2 separate regions of the Gasterosteus aculeatus genome follow, and region 1 is linked to region 2. The links are chromatin contacts, called in public Hi-C maps. All regions are on one chromosome and are shown on one strand. The core of a region is the stretch at or near the end of the contact, and the rest is flanking DNA. Distances in the headings are between cores, read along the strand shown. Region 1 holds the start of nmnat1 (nicotinamide nucleotide adenylyltransferase 1). Region 2 overlaps ctnnbip1 (catenin, beta interacting protein 1).

Evidence for each region. Hi-C and Micro-C count contacts between places; a contact is called where the count stands out from the background.
Region 1: a contact with region 2 is called in a Hi-C map of whole body, with 4 times the contacts expected there. The contact joins the promoter of nmnat1 here to the enhancer-like site in region 2. A contact is called at or near these places in 4 of 6 Hi-C or Micro-C datasets (blood and trunk muscle, liver, skeletal muscle and 1 more).

Annotation. Positions count from the first base shown.
Region 1 is chr2:12,502,237-12,504,949 of fGasAcu3.hap1.1, forward strand. It overlaps nmnat1 (nicotinamide nucleotide adenylyltransferase 1), which reads left to right and starts at 1,284. Exons shown (of 5, transcript XM_040194265.2): 1 at 1,284-1,612; 2 at 1,698-1,820; 3 at 2,281-2,464. The coding sequence starts at 1,706. lzic (leucine zipper and CTNNBIP1 domain containing) reads right to left here and starts at 2,369. Exons shown (of 7, transcript XM_078083513.1): 1 at 2,230-2,369; 2 at 601-718; 3 at 363-498; 4 at 176-274; 5 at 1-35. The coding sequence starts at 701.
Region 2 is chr2:12,445,512-12,448,211 of fGasAcu3.hap1.1, forward strand. It overlaps ctnnbip1 (catenin, beta interacting protein 1), which reads left to right. Exons shown (of 4, transcript XM_040194260.2): 3 at 1,407-1,497. Among protein-coding and RNA genes, the nearest start is that of ctnnbip1, 9.1 kb to the left of the region's middle. Within about 2 kb of position 1,435, at least 4 of the 9 cell types and tissues checked have open chromatin away from gene starts, as enhancers often do.

The DNA.
Region 1 (2,713 bases), core at 34-2,533, 57 kb after region 2:
CGCGACAGTTTTCCCACTATAACATCCCGGTCCATCTGCGCAGAATATCACGCACTGGTTGGACAACTTTCAAGCAAAGCAACACACGGATGAACACGAGGGCGTGATGGAGCAGGAGTGCGACTGTGCATTAAACCACTGCGGTCACATCAGGGCACGACACTGCGCGGCTGACCTCTGCTAGTCTGGTTCTCAGTTGTCCCGGCTGCTTCTTAGCAAAAAGGCGGATCACCTCTGGCGTTTTGAAAGCTTGGCTGATGGCTGCCTGAGTTGCCTGATGAAGAAATGTGATTTTTTTTTTTAAAAACAAGAGTTTAAAATGGACACGCGCGGTATTTGCACAATCAACGAATCGTCCTTACCAGCTGCATCCCACTGAGTTCATCCACAAGTGTCATGTCTCCTGTCATGATCTTCTTCAGGGAGTCGTTGAATTCACTCAACTGTTCCAAGGTTTCTTTTTTTGTCTCTTCATACTCTTCGTCGTCCATTTCCTCTCTAGAATAACAAAGAGGGGACGGCGGAAACTTAACGTTAGATTAGATCACTTGCCATCTATGACAGTCTTATTTGGTAGGTCAGTAGAGAGCTTGTGTGCACCTGCATTCCTCCAGATCTTGAAGCTGCTGCATCAGTCTGTCGAGCTGCCCTTCCATATTTTGCCTCAATTTCCCAGTTTCTGATTTCCCTCGAGACGCCATGCTTCGTTAATATCGACCTATGGAGAACGCAAAAATGAATCAAACAGTAAACAAGTAGGACGCGAGACAGTAGCCATTGTTGCACAAATAACTTGACTGCAACCTGGTATACTTCATTAGAAAGGCGTTGTTGTAGCTAGCATTGCAGCAAACCCCCTTCAGCATTCATTGCGACATCGATGGTATTATTGGGCGGTGGTCATTTCACTGGAAGCTTAGACCTTTACAGCTTTAAGTGCAAGCTATACAGTTGTTACGTTATTTACGTTAGCCGACCAGCTAGCTTGCATGCTAGAAGAAAAATATCTCACCGTGACTCTGTAGACAGTTGGAAATGAGTTGTGCGCGTCAAATATTTGCACCAGCTTGACGAGTATACGTAAAGGTAGCTGTTTCAAAAACTCCCTTTAAAGAATAGCTACTTTTATGAAGGTTTACAGCACGTATATTTGCTGTCGACGCGTTTAAGGATGCGCGTTTGTGATTGTGAATGTAGCTTGGAAGAGTAGGTGCAGCTCTCTTCTTATTGGTCGATTGTGTCCAATCAGATTTCTCAATGCAACGTCAAACCCGGAAGTCCCCTGTTCCATAGCTGTCCACAGCAGCTTGTCGTTTCAGCGCAATGCATATTTTCACTATTTACCTTCCTCTTCTGCGGTAGAAAACACGTCCTTGGTTGACTGAGCGCCGCTTTGATTCGTCTGCTTGAGCATCTTGTACCAACCGGCTCGCTCGCGTTGCCTGTTTAGAGAGAAAGCTAACTCTGCCAACGTTTTATGAATGAATGGCAATTGAAGCTAGCTAACATTAGCTTTAGTCACCAACACGTTATAAGTTAACGATAGTGGATAGTTCCGTTTCTAACTTGTGTAACTCCCATCACAAAGTAATACTGTGCTCCCCCCTCAGAGGTCAGAGAGCCAGGGGGGGTCGTTTGTATTTCAACCAAAGTATCTTAAGTTCAGTCGGTTTTATTCTGCATATTTGCTCTTCTAGTATGAGACATGGACGGTCATAAAATAACCAAAGTGGTCCTGCTGGCCTGCGGGTCCTTCAACCCTGTGACTAACATGCACCTGAGGATGTTTGAACTGGCCCGAGACCATCTGGAGGACACAGGTTGAGTGACAGGACAATGAAACCTTTGAGCTATATTAGATGTATATGGTTGAAAGTATTTAGATACTTCACTGAAGCAGATGTTGGAATTCCTTGATGTAAACATTCCCAATTACATGCATGACATTATGTCCAGCATTCACTTGTAATAATATTTGTGTTATTATTTGCAGCAGCATGTAATCTGTGACAGGACTCCGTATGAGAGAGCCGCATCCTTAATCCACACCCGATTATTAATACCGATGCATACATGTGTGAGGAGTTTAAAAGAAAGTAAAGTTAGCTGTCAAACAAACATGGCTGGGAAAAAATGTCTTCCCTTATAAATAGAAGTATAAAGAAAATGATAAATGAATGGAGTCATTGAATGGAGTCACCACTGATGGCGTATATGCGTGGATGTTACCTGCTGTGGCGTTACTCTAAACCATCTGTTCATGCTGCTTTCTTGTCTAAGGTCTGTACAGGGTGGTGAAGGGCATCATCTCTCCGGTGGGCGATGCCTATAAGAAGAAGGGTTTGATCGAGGCCTGCCATCGTCTGGAGATGGCCAGATTGTCCACAGAGAACTCCGACTGGATCACGGTTGATTCGTGGGAAAGCTTGCAGCCAGAGTGGGTGGAGACAGCCAAAGTCGTTCGGCAAGTTTACACTCTCTGCTATTTACGCCTTTGCTGTTAAAAAGGTGTAAGGACATCTTTTTAGGAATCTAAGACACTACCTGTCAGACATTTCCGTATCCTCAATATGCTGTTTTCTATTGTGCTGTGTGTGAAATTGGGCTGAATGAATGAAATTGATTTAACTTAAAAAGCGAAGGCCTAAGCTGAATAAATGTTTAAACTGATTTTGAAAGATGAAAATGCGTTTTGATTCAAATTAACTTAATG
Region 2 (2,700 bases), core at 185-2,684:
TGGTTATTCACATTTTGCGTATTTACATGGAAGCAAAAATGAGGTTCAGGCTCTGCTTTGTGTCCAGCTAATGTCAGTATGCTACTTGAACCTACCTTCTTTTTAACAATATAACAATGAATAAATGTACTTTAAATGTCTTTAAACTAGTGTGCTAGGGTACCACTTGTACCCTAGCGTCCCTCTGTGGGTTCTTTTAAGCCGCAGAAAGACTCAGCAATCTGGTCCCAGCACACTGATAAATGTTTCACTTTGGACTTAAGGCAACTCTCCAAAATATTGTTTTCGGAAGATTAAATTATCAACGCTTTCAGAAAGAACAGCGAGAACCTGTTACGAGGCGTTTCGGCCCGATCAGCTGTTTATTTTCACACTCGCTGTAGGAAGCTCTGTCTTTGAGGACATAAACTCAAGGCTGTGCAGTTCTTTGTATACAGTCGCAGTGTTATGTGAATGTACAGTGGAGAATTCCTCCACGTGTCCAACGGAAAGGGGGGCGGGCGGCAGAGGGACCACTTCACGACTGCTAGGGCCCGTAACCTGTTAGTAGCTGCTAGGCTACTTCCATCTCAACATTTACCCTGCGCCGCACGCAGTCTGCAGAGGACCACCACTGTTTGTAGATTGCTGGCACTTCAGACACAGCCCAAAACAAATGATGGAGAGTTGAGAGAAGTGCACAAGGACAGCGAGTTGCTATCATGTTCCACCCGGTGGAATTCTGCATCGGAGATCATCGAATGTGTGTAGTGTTGTGTCTGAAAAAAATTAAACTACAGTCTAAAATACATGTTTTCTAAAGTGATTACTCGTTAATTTATAAGATTCCGTCTTTAAAGGAAAAACAAACCTTTAAACGATATTAATGAATTTCAAAATGTGAGATTAATTGGTTCATTTTTTCTTAATCTATTGACAGCTCTGAATGTTTATTTATGACAATATTTTTGTATATAGTCAAAAATATTTCATTATGACAACGTCCGATACAGCTGGTGTAATGACAAATATAAAATTTGAAAAGTACTTAAACAGGTGTTTTGTATGTTTGTTGTTACTTTTTACAAGTAGCTGTTGAACAAACCACAGAGATGGAAACATTACATTACATTACAGGTCAGAAACATGTTATGAGACGCTCTACATTAGGTGACTGAAACACTGACTTTGTGATTGCAGCAACACAACCCATCCTCCGATCAATCCCTTTCACTGTCTAAACGAGACAAATGGTCCAATATTCCCGAGACCGTGGACAGAAAAGCAGATGCATCAATTATTTATAATACCTAACCCTTAACCAAAACTATATAATATAGAGCAAACGTGTGTACTCCCTCAAGATAAGCTATGTAATTTGTCCTTGTTTGCAAACTGGAATAGTCACTTTGTTCACTCCCTTTCAGCTCACGCCCAGTGAAGAGGCTTTCCTCCGGAGTTACGCGGGTGTGGTCCACAGTCAGATGAGCCAGCTACCACAGCACAACATAGACCAGGGTAAGGCGCACGCACGCACGCACGCACGCACGCACGCACGCACGCACGCACGCACACACACACACACACACACACACACACACACACACACACACACACACACACACACACACACACACACACACACACACACACACACACACACACACACACACACAGCTCCTCCTCCTTAGTCCTCAGGCCCAATAGCTTCCCAGACGGTGCACAGGACTGTGAGATTACTAACGCACTGAGTCACTTCTCCTCTGTGCCTGGGTGCATCACGAGAGGCCAAGGCAGAGTTCAGATATTGACGTGTTTGCACGATAAAGCAAATGGCCATTGATAAAGGTCGTCGACAGATTATAATACTATGCTATGTTGCACACATATGATATGATGGTCATGCCTTTACAGGGCATCAGGGGGCGCTGTTGAGCTTTCTTAATCTTCACCGGTTTCTTCTTTTTTCAAACCACTAGAGGGTGCTGGATGAAATACAATGGTTTTGTGTGTGTGTGTGTGTGGAGGGTGACACTGCAGTTACCTGGAGAAGTAGCAGCAAATTGCTTAAAAATACTATTTTCCTGTAGACTTATCTGCAGCTTTCCAGGCTCGGTCCCAACACGTCTCTTCTGATATTTGTCCCTCAGGGGAGCTTTTTAACTCGGGGAAATTGCTTTCTTCACTTTACCTGCAATGAAGAGTTATGTCTCCTTGTCCGCGTCCTTTCTCTGCAGCTTTGTTGGAAATGTTAAACATGTGGTTTCCTATAAAGAAGGATTTTACAGGGGTATTAAGGAGACACGTTTGCATTTTTTACAGCGTTTCTTGATTAAGCAGCAAAACATTATGCAGTGACTGGCAAGGATGGTATCAGGTCTACAAAAAGCACATCAGCGCATATTATAAGATAGACATTTTGAAGGACCCTTTCTGTCTGCTTAACTGACTTCAGACAAGCGGCCTGTTTGTACCTTCCTCTATCGTCATGCTTTTCAATACACACAGGACTCCATGTCTCTGTGCCATCACTACAGCTGAGAAGAGCCTCATTAATATGGACGAATAGTGAGAGGTGCTCAGAGTATGAATTATGCATCACAAAAATAGACACATTTAGTATAATCGGCAGCGTGCTACGTACTGAGTGCGCCAATAAAATATTTGTTGTGTGCATCTTTTGCGAAGGAGTGTGATTATGCGAGTAGATGGATGGGAGGT